2 separate regions of the Oryctolagus cuniculus genome follow, and region 1 is linked to region 2. A link is a contact called in public Micro-C data. All regions are on one chromosome and are shown on one strand. The core of a region is the stretch at or near the end of the contact, and the rest is flanking DNA. Distances in the headings are between cores, read along the strand shown. Region 1 holds the start of TFAP2E (transcription factor AP-2 epsilon). Region 2 holds the start of C7H1orf216 (chromosome 7 C1orf216 homolog).

The links. A called contact is a pair of places that touch in the nucleus more often than the background predicts.
Region 1: a contact with region 2 is called in a Micro-C map of ear pinna, with 5 times the contacts expected there. The contact joins the promoter of TFAP2E here to the promoter of C7H1orf216 in region 2. A contact is called at or near these places in 3 of 6 Hi-C or Micro-C datasets (ear pinna, psoas muscle and an unstated tissue).

What each region holds. Positions count from the first base shown.
Region 1 is chr7:137,041,886-137,046,697 of mOryCun1.1, forward strand. It overlaps TFAP2E (transcription factor AP-2 epsilon), which reads right to left and starts at 2,454. Exons shown (of 7, transcript XM_051832042.2): 1 at 2,115-2,454; 2 at 1,367-1,843; 3 at 781-832. The coding sequence starts at 2,141.
Region 2 is chr7:136,911,695-136,916,389 of mOryCun1.1, forward strand. It overlaps C7H1orf216 (chromosome 7 C1orf216 homolog), which reads left to right and starts at 2,594. Exons shown (of 2, transcript XM_002720692.5): 1 at 2,594-2,844.

The sequences.
Region 1 (4,812 bases), core at 1,204-3,703, 130 kb after region 2:
CTCACCCTGGCTTTTGCAAAGGTAAACACCCCTGGAAATACACAGGGAGGGACCTCACGTTTGTAGACGCCCTCAAAGAACACATTCCAGGTCACACGGAGAACCTTCACGCACGTGGAGACCCCCAAACACGGAGCAATGTGTCCCAGCACACACAGAGAGCAGCACACACACACTCACATCAGACATCCACGCGCCAGGAAACGCAAAGCCACGCAGGAGAGGAGCATGGAGCCACACGCAGGCCCCTGACGGAGGCCTACAGCAGCAGCCGCCACCCGGCCTCGCGAGCCACACTCTCACACCAGCTTCCCTCCTCCCAAATGGCCAGCAGCTCCGGCTGAGAGCAAACGGCCTGGGGAGATCAGAACACGCGCCCACCCATCAGCCCAGCGGGGCCAAGCTGGCAAGGAACGGGCACAAAGCGATACCAAGGCCCTGTAAGCTGGAAATCGTTTACCCAAACCCACGAGAACAGCGCTCCCGTTCCCACCTCCGAGGACACGCGGAAGTGGCTCAACTCGTTCTGCATCCACAAGAGCGCCCTCCACCCAGAACCGTTAGGCTCAGGCCCACCCGGGCGGCTCGCCCCGGGACCAGCTTGCCAAGCCAAGCCCGCGCCGCTGCCCGCACCTGGCCGGGCCCACAGCCTCGCCGCCCCTTTGCTGGGCTGGAACAAGCTCCCGGCGGCGGCCCCCCGCGGAAAACGTGGGTCCGTGCGTCTGGGGCCTGCGGCGTCTCACCCGGCACTGCCCCCGCGGACGCACAGGCATTCCTTACCTTTTTTGATCACCGACTGGTCCAGGAGGCTCATTCCCGGCTCGTCCACGGCCTGCAAGCAGAAAAGGGCGGCGTGGATCGCGTGGCCATCGCTTCCCAAGCCCGCGCTGCGCCGCATCCCTATGGGCTCTGCCTAATGCGCACCTGCGGCCGCTACGAGCGGGACCGAGAATCGCCGCGCTTCGGCCCCATCTGCGGGCGGGCTGGTGGCCTGGGAACCTCGCCTTAGACGGGCAACTACCGCGCGCCTCTTCGCACCAGGTGTGGCTGCCCCAGCAGCAGCCCGGGCCTGGGCAGGGATGCCCCGTGAGGCTCAACCGCACAGAGGGTAAGGAGGGAAGCAGCCCGGTCCCACCGAGGTATGCCGCCTTCGGGCACTGCTCGCGGACCTGGGGCCGGGCCGCCTGAAGGGCCAGACCCTGTCTAACCCAGGCTGTGGGGCGCATCCTCGGAGTCACGAGGGAAGCAATGCGGGCCCGGAGGAAATTCGGGGGGGCGTTTGCACGGATCGCTGTTTTGGTCCCCAGCCAGGCTGCAGAATCACCACGGCCTGTCCTCTGCACATCCCCAAGCTCTCCGGCCTCACCTGCAGGTCCTCCAGGCCAGGCGGAGCTGCCAGCCCCGGAAGGCCGAGGGGCGCGTCAGCCAGGCCGTGCGCGCCGTCGGCCAGGCCGTGCAGGAGCCTGGGCACAGCGGCGGCGTAGTCGCGGCGCGGGTCGAGGCCCAGGGCCCGGGCAGGCGGCGCCAGCAAGCCGGGCGGCTCATCGTGGGCGCGGGCGGTGGCGCGGGGCGCGGCCCAGGCGGCTTGCGGGGGCTGCGGCTGCGCCAGCGGCGCCAGGCCGCCGTACGGGTCTCCGGCCAGGTGCGGAAAGGCGGCGGCGGCGGCGTCGGGCGCTTGGCCGTAGGGCAGCGGCGGTTGCGGGTAGGGCGGCGGGAAGTAGGGCGGCTGGAAATCGGCGGCGGCCGGCGTGTGACAGAGCGGCGGCGCCGGTCCATAGGCCGCCTGCGGCAGGGACGACAGACGGGCCCCGCCGGCCGCTGCGCCCAGCCCGTCGGGGCGCTCCTGGGGACGGAGAGGGGCGCGTTAGACGACGCAGTGGCACTGAAACGACCAAGCCCGAGGGAGTCCTCCTAAGCTCGCGTGGGCCCCGCTGCCGTCCCTTCTCGGGGGCCCAAGTCCGTCTCAGAATGACCCGCGGGGCGAACGGGCGAGCGCTCTCAGCTGGCGGAGTCTCCGCGGCGCCCGCCCGCCCAGAGTTCGTTGGTGCGGGGACGGGAACCCGTGGAGGGCCTGGCGCTCCGGCTCCTCGACCCCCCGGTGCGGGGCTACTCACCATGGCGGAGTAAGTGTGCACCAGCATGGGGCGGCTGGGGCGCGGGCGCGGGGCGTGGCGGCGGCGGAGCCCTCGCCCGACGGCGAGCGCTGTGGGCAGGCGGCCCGGCCCGCGGGACTCTCGGGGCGGCGGCCAGGTGCACCCGGGCTCAGGGACCCGCAAGCATTCGTTCCTCAGCAGTAGGTGCCCCCGGGCGTATCCATGGAGGCGGGACTGACGGGCGCCGCTCGCACTTGGGGAAAGTCGGCGGGCGGGTGCCCAACGCCCGCCCTTGGCTCTCTGAGAGCAGCCCGCTCCATGCACTCCAGTTATAGTGGCGGGGGCGCGCCGGGCCTCCGGGGGCGCGCATTAAAGAGACAAGCTGTGGCCGCTCTCTCCCTTTTCCCCAGCGACCGCCAAGGAGGAGGTATGGCTTTGGCGAGACCAGCGGGGGTGTGTGTGTGTGGTGGGGGGGAGGCGTGAATTCGACCCCTGCTGGTCTAAGCCGCCTTGTGGGCTCACAGCTGGCAGTTGAGGCTGAGGCTCAGATGCTCTACGTTTTCTACTTCCATGACATCCTTGCCTTTGAGCAAAGCGCCACACTTGGCTGGCCTCAGTTTCATCGTCTGTAAAATGGGCATCCGCCATTTCTCGACCCAGCCCACCGGCCTTGGGATGCGATGGGCCCAGGGGAATGTGGAGGAAGTCCGCAGGCTGCAGACTCAGGCCCCCAGTTCGTGTGCACATGCATGCTGAGGGCCCATCGCGGTCTCCCGGAAGGGTTCCAGATCAGAACTCCTCCGAGGGTGCCCACTTCTTTCAGTACTCACAATGACTTGAGCCAGGATCTGGAAGGAGGTTGGAATCATGGACGGGCCAGAGAGAGTTGCCTGGGGTGGGGTTGGCATGAGGTGCACCTGACAAGGCACCAGGATGTTCCTGGGCTGATTGGGGGTAGCACTGGGATGTCCAGAGGCTGTGGAGGGAATCTGCCGTGACTTAGGCATATGGCTGGGCGCCCGGGGATTGCACTGACATGCACGGGTCCTGTGTTTGTGTGTTGCTAAGGCTGTCAGGTGTGTTCCCCACTTCTGCAGTCCCTCCCTCCTTCTCTCTCCTAAAATCCAACCTTCCTTTCTGGAGAGGCCAAGACAAGAATCCAAGAAAGGAAAATGAGAGGGAGGCTGGGGAGAATGGGCGTGAAGCAGGAAGACGCACAGGTAGTGGTTGTGGCAGCGAAGCACTGATTACATAACGTTGGCTGTTATGTTGGCTGTTTGGGGAGTGAACCAGCAGATGGAAGATTCTCAACCCCCCCCCCCCCAACTCTGTTTTTCAAATAAATAAATAAATAAATAAATAGATTTATTTATTATTTGGAACTGGGCCAGGCTGAAACCAGGAGCCAGGAACTTTTTCTGGGTCTCTGGCTTGGACGCAGGGGCCCACGCACTGGGGCCATCTGCTGCTGCTTTCCCAGGGACATTAGCGGGGAGCTGGATCGGAAGTGGAGACACTGGGACTTGAACCGGTGCCCACAAAGGATGCCAGCCCCAAGGAGTCGTCATTGGGAACTTTCCCCTGGGTGGTGTTGTGGCGCAGATCAAGCCACTGCTTTCAATGCTAGCATCTCATATCGGAGGACAGATTTGAGTCCTGGCTGCTTTGCTTTCCCATCCAGCTCCCTGCTGATGTGCCTGGGAAAGCAGTGGGAGATGGCCCAAGTACCTGGGCCACTGTCACCCCCATGGGGGACCTGGGTGTGGGGTTCTGGGCTCTTGGCTTCAGCTTCAGTTTGGCCCAGCCCCGACCGTAGCAGCCATTTGGGGAAATGAACCAGCAGATGGAAGACCTCCATTTCCCTCTGTGTCTCTACCTTTCAAAGAAATGAGTAACATCTGAGAACTTTGCGGAGACTGAAGTCACCGTGGAGGGTGGTGGGTGAAGCAGGCTTGGCAGCTCGGGCAGCTTCCTGTGCAGTCTGGATCTGAGGCCCGGGTGCGTGCGCGAGTGTGTGTGATTTTCTCAAGCTGCCGGCGAGGCCTCGGTGCCTGGCACGCGGGCTGTTGGGCTCCCCTGGGAGAAGTCCAGGAGGACAGAGGAGGAGGACGTCCTCTCTCCCGTGCTCTCTCCAGCAGGCGTGGGAAGGCCAGAGTGACAGCTGGGACTCTGCCTGGTGGCTTCCTGGGGTTTCTTCTCCCTACTTTCTGCAGCTAAGACACTGGTTTGTTGTCTCACTCCCCTCCTCCCCTCCTCCTACTCTGACCACTGTCTCCTCTCTTCACCCCGTCCTTGACGTCAGTTACTCACTGGCAGAGTAGAAGCGTTTGCCTTTTCTTCCTATCTGTGCCTTCTGAGAGAATCCCTTCCTCTCAAGTCTTTCAGGACCCTCTGTCTGCTGTTGCCTCCCAGCCGTGCCATTCCCCAGTCTGCACCTCTCCCTGCAGCCCCGGAGCCACAGTCCCAGCTGTCAGTGGGCTGGTCCCTCCAGGTGTCTCCTTGCAGCCACCTGAAACTTTCCAAGTCCCAAAATTGCACTCCCTATCCCAGCCACGCCCACTGCCGACCCCAACCTGCTTTGCTGCCTGTGTGCTTTGGTTCTGTGAATGGCACCACCAGCCTTCACGTTCACAACTTGCCAATTGTGCCTGAAGAGTCTTGGATCTTTCCATCACCCCCTCTGAGCTAGTCCTCATGGAACATCGCCATTTCTGACCCA
Region 2 (4,695 bases), core at 1,344-3,843:
GTACCAAACCCAGGCATTCCAATGTGATCTCAGGCAGCCCAGCCCACCAGACCAAATACCCACCCCCCTGCAGGCTTTAAGACAATGATCAACATATAATTATTTGTCTTTTTAGAAAAGAATATGTATTTTTTATTTGAAATTCAGAGTGACTGAGAGATGTCTTCTATCTGCTGGTTCACTCCTCAAGTGCCCACAACAGCCAGGGCTGGGCCAGGCAAAAGCCAAGAGCCAGGAATTCCACTGGGGTCTCTCTTGGGAGTGGCAGGGACCCAAGTACTTGAGCTATCAACTGCTGCCTCCCAGGGCAAGAAACTGGATTGGAAGTGTAGGAGTCGGGGCTGAAACCAGACAGCATCCCGAGAGGACTCTTTAAAAAAAAAAAAAAAAAGATTTATTTATTTATTTTACGGGGCCAGCATTGTTGCGTGCTTCTTCTTGAACTTATGAAGCTCTTGTTTAACTCACGTGGTTAGAGCTGGGGGGTCAGAGCCCAAGGAGAGGTGGGGAGAGGCTATTCTGCGCAGACCAAACAATCGGATGACTTCATGACCAAGAGCTCAGAGCCTTGAGGAGTTTGGGTCTGGGTCACTTCATAAGGAAGAAAACTGATGGCTGATGGCAAGGGGATCTTCTATTTATTTATTTGAAAGAGTTACACACAGAGAGAAGGAGTGGCAGAGAAAGAGAGGGAGAAAAAGGTCTTCCATCTGCTGGCTCATTCCCTAAATGGCTGAATCAGTGCAAGCTGGGCGGATCCGAAGCCAGGAGCCAGGAGCTTCTTCCGGGTCTCCCGCGCAGGTGCAGGGACCCAAGGACCTATGCCATCTTCTACTGCTTTCCCAGGCCATAGCACAGAGCAGGATTGGAAGTGGAGCAGCTGGGACTCGAGCCGGCACCCATATGGGAAGCTGGCACCAGAAGTGGCTTTACCGACTACACTATAGTGCCAGCCCGGCAAGGGGATCTTGCAGTAGGAGAGGGAAAGGGGAAAGGGAGGGGAAGGGGAAAGGGGAGGGAAAGGGGAGGAGACATGGCCTTAGGGCCTGGGTATGAATGGGGCTGAAGTCACCACCTATATTCTCTTAGCTGTTACCCAAACTTTGACTTTTGCCTTCTATCCCCTATTCTGTTTTAAAATCGCAGTTGTTGTGATCATAATTTTTTCTCTCCAGTTCCCCTGCTTTTGCATGTAGGTTTGTTGGTGTGGTGCGATGTGCCATCGGGTCTCCAGGTTGTAGAATGGTGAGTCAGAATCACGTGGGAACCGGAAGAGGATGCTTCATAGGGTCAGAAATGACTCTGTTCTCTAATTGCAAACTGAGCTCTCTACACACGTACTACAAGGAGGAAGGGAGTGACAGGGATCAGGGTCAGTGAGTGGAACTCTGACAAGCTACTCCAGCTTGGGACCGAGGACTTTCTTATCCAGTTACATCTGTGCACATGGGCAACTGCACAGGAACCCACTGTGCAGGCGCCACGGAGGGCGTCTGTGCCTAGCAGGAATTCTCTGCAACCTGAGCTCTGTCCCAGGGGACTCTTTCTATTTTTTTTTTAAAGATTTATTTATTTATTTGAAAGTTAGAGTTACACAGAGAGAGAAGGAGAGGCAGAGAGAGAGAGAGAGTGTGTGTGTGTCTTTCATTCCTGCTTCATTCCCCAAGTTGCTGCAATGGCCAGAGCTGCACAGATCTGAAGCCAGGAGCCAGGAGCTTCCTCCGGGTCTCCCACGTGGGTACAGGGGCCCAGGACTTGGGCTATCTTCTACTGCTTTCCCAGGTCATAGCAGAGAGCTAGATCAGAAGTGGAGCAGCGGAGACTCGAACCAACACCTATATGGGATGCCGGCATTGCAGGCGGTGGCTTTACCCAATACGCCACAGCATATTAAAAAAAAAAAAAAAAAAAAAAAAAAAAAGTAGCCTTCAGTCTGGCTTTGTGGCGCAGTGGGGTAAGCCCAGGCCTGCAATGCCAAGATCCATAGGAAGGCTGGCGGAGTCCCTGCTGCTCCACTTCAAATCAGGCTCCCTGCTAATGTACCTGGGAAAGCAGCAAAGGACGTCCCAAGGGCTTGGACCCCTGCCACTCAAGTGGCAGACCCAAATAGAGTTTCAGGCTCCTGGCTCCACCATTGTGGCCACGGCCATTTGGGGGCTGGATCTCTTCTCTCCCTCTCTGGAACTCTGCCTTTCAAATACATAAATAATTTTTTATATGGGGCGTGCACTTTTTAAATTTTTTTTTAATTTATTTGACAGAATGATAGTGAGAGACAGAAAGGTCTTCCTTCCGTTGGTTCACTCCCCAAATGGCCGCTGAGGCCCCTAAATAATTTTTTAAAGTAGCTTTCATTAATGATGAATCAGATGTGCACACAATTAATATAAAATTCCAGATTTTGATCAAAGGAACATAAGTGCTCTGAGATGATACAAAGCGGGGGACCAGTCTTGTCTCGGGGATCACAGAAGGTTTCTCAGATCTGAAATGTGGGGAAGCCTAGCCAGGAGACAACATTTCAGGCAGAGGCTGCGGTGCGTGCCACAGCCTCGAGGAAGGAGGGGCCCAGCGAGCGCCGTTAGGCGACAGCCAGACCTGGAAGGCCTGGCCTTGAGCAGCCGGCGCGGGGGAGGCGGCTGCGGCGCAGGGGCCCCGCGCAAGGCTCCCACGCAGAACCGAACCGGCCCACGTGGGCCGCCCCAACCCCGCCCCGCCGCGCAGACGCCGCCAGCAGCCGCAGTCCGGGCCCGGGCCGCGGGAAAGCCCGGGCGAGACACCCCCAGGCCGAGCGGGGCGCGCCGGAACCAGAGCCAGCTGCGCCGGAGCGGGCGCCTCCAGGCCGTGAGTCCGGGCCGAGGGGGAGGACTGGGGGCCCCGCCGCGGGGGCCGGGGGCTGGGGGCTGCAGCCCGCGCCCAGCGGCCCCTCCGCGGAGCTCTGCGGGGACGGCCTCTGCCCTATTCCCCGGGGGACGTCTCCGGCAGCGCCAGGAAGGAAGGGCGGCCGCCGCTGCTCCCGGCCCTGGCAAATTGCGGATTAACTGGGGGTGGGGCCGGGGTCTGATCCCCATTTTACTATCGCTGAGAACCCAGGATCCTCAGCGCCACCACCAGCCCATTCCAGCCTGCTTAGGAAAAAGACTCGGGGGAGGCTCCAGGCACCTAAGTGCACACTTTGGTGGGAGGCCTGGGGGTCCGCAGGTCACCGCGGGAATCGTTCCCACTGGATCCTTCCAGGCCTTCTGCCCTCTCCCAACTGTGGGAAGAGCCTGTGCCACCTTAGGGGTCCCCCTGGGGCCTGCTGCCCTTACCTTGTACCCCTTAGTGACCCTCCGGTTTCCCTGTCCTGGGAGTAAGTGTGTGGTCGTGGTCGGGAGAAACCTCTTCTCAGTTCAGACCGGGATTTTGGTGGAAGCCCTGCTAGGAAGAGGGATGCCCTTTGCACTCCCTCCTGGAACTCCGGATGGGGCAAACTAGGGCCAGGATGCAGGTGGTGGGGGAAGAGGGATGGCGCATCGGGCGTGGCACCTCAGTGCTTGCTCCAGGAGCGTGATGGGGGGAGCTGGAGGAAGGCATGAGGAACTGTGTTTACATTTATTAAGGGCGGGGCAGATGGAGGGGGGATTCTCAGGCAGGCCTCAGAGCATTTGCCGGGTGGAGAGGGAGGAGCTTAGAGGGGAAGGGAGAGGCAGGCACTGCAGGCCAGAGCCATAGTGGAGCGCAACAATAGTGGATCTTGAGCTCCTGGAGCAGTCGGATGTGATGGGAGGCAGGGTGCGGGTGCTCAGGGCCATTAGGCCATGTAGATCTTTAAGAGGAGTTCAGGAACAGTACTCACTCAATTTTTAAATTTGCATTTTAAAATTCATTTATTTATGGGGCTGGCATTGTGGCATAGCGGGTAAAGCCACCGCCTGCAGTGCCAGCATCCCATATGGGCGCTGGTTTGAGACCCGGCTGCTCCACTTCCAATCCAGCTCTCTGCTGTGGCCTGGGAAAGCAGTGGAAGATGGCCCAAGGCCTTGGGCCCCTGCACCCTCATGGGTGACCTGGAAGAAGCTCCTGGCTCCTGGCTTCAGATTGCCACAGCTCCGGCCATTGCAGCCATCTGGGGAGTGAACCAGCGGATGGAAGGTGTCTCTCTCTCTCTCTCTCTCTAACTCTGCCTTTCAAATAATTAAATAAATCTTTTTTAAAAAATTCATTTATTTATTTGAAAGGCAGTGACATGGCCGGCGCCGCGGCTCACTAGGCTAATCCTCTGCCTGCGGTGCCGGCACACCGGGTTCTAGTCCCGGTCGGGGCGCCGGATTCTGTCCCGGTTGCCCCTCTTCCAGGCCAGCTCTCTGCTGTGGCCAGGGAGTGCAGTGGAGGATGGCCCAGGTGCTTGGGCCCTGCACCCCATGGAAGACCAGGAGAAGCACCTGGCTCCTGCCATCAGATCAGTGCGGTGCGCCGGCCGTGGCGGCCATTGGAGGGTGAACCAACGGCAAAAGGAAGACCTTTCTCTCTGTCTCTCTCTCTCACTGTCCACTCTGCCTGTCCAAAAAAAAAAAAAAAAAAAAAAGTCAGTGACAGAGAGAAGAGAGAAATACCAATCTTCTGTCTACTAGTTCACTCTCCAAATGGCTGCAACAGCCAGGGCTGGGCCAAGCTGAAGCCTGGAGCCAGGAACTCCATCCTGGTCCCTATGTG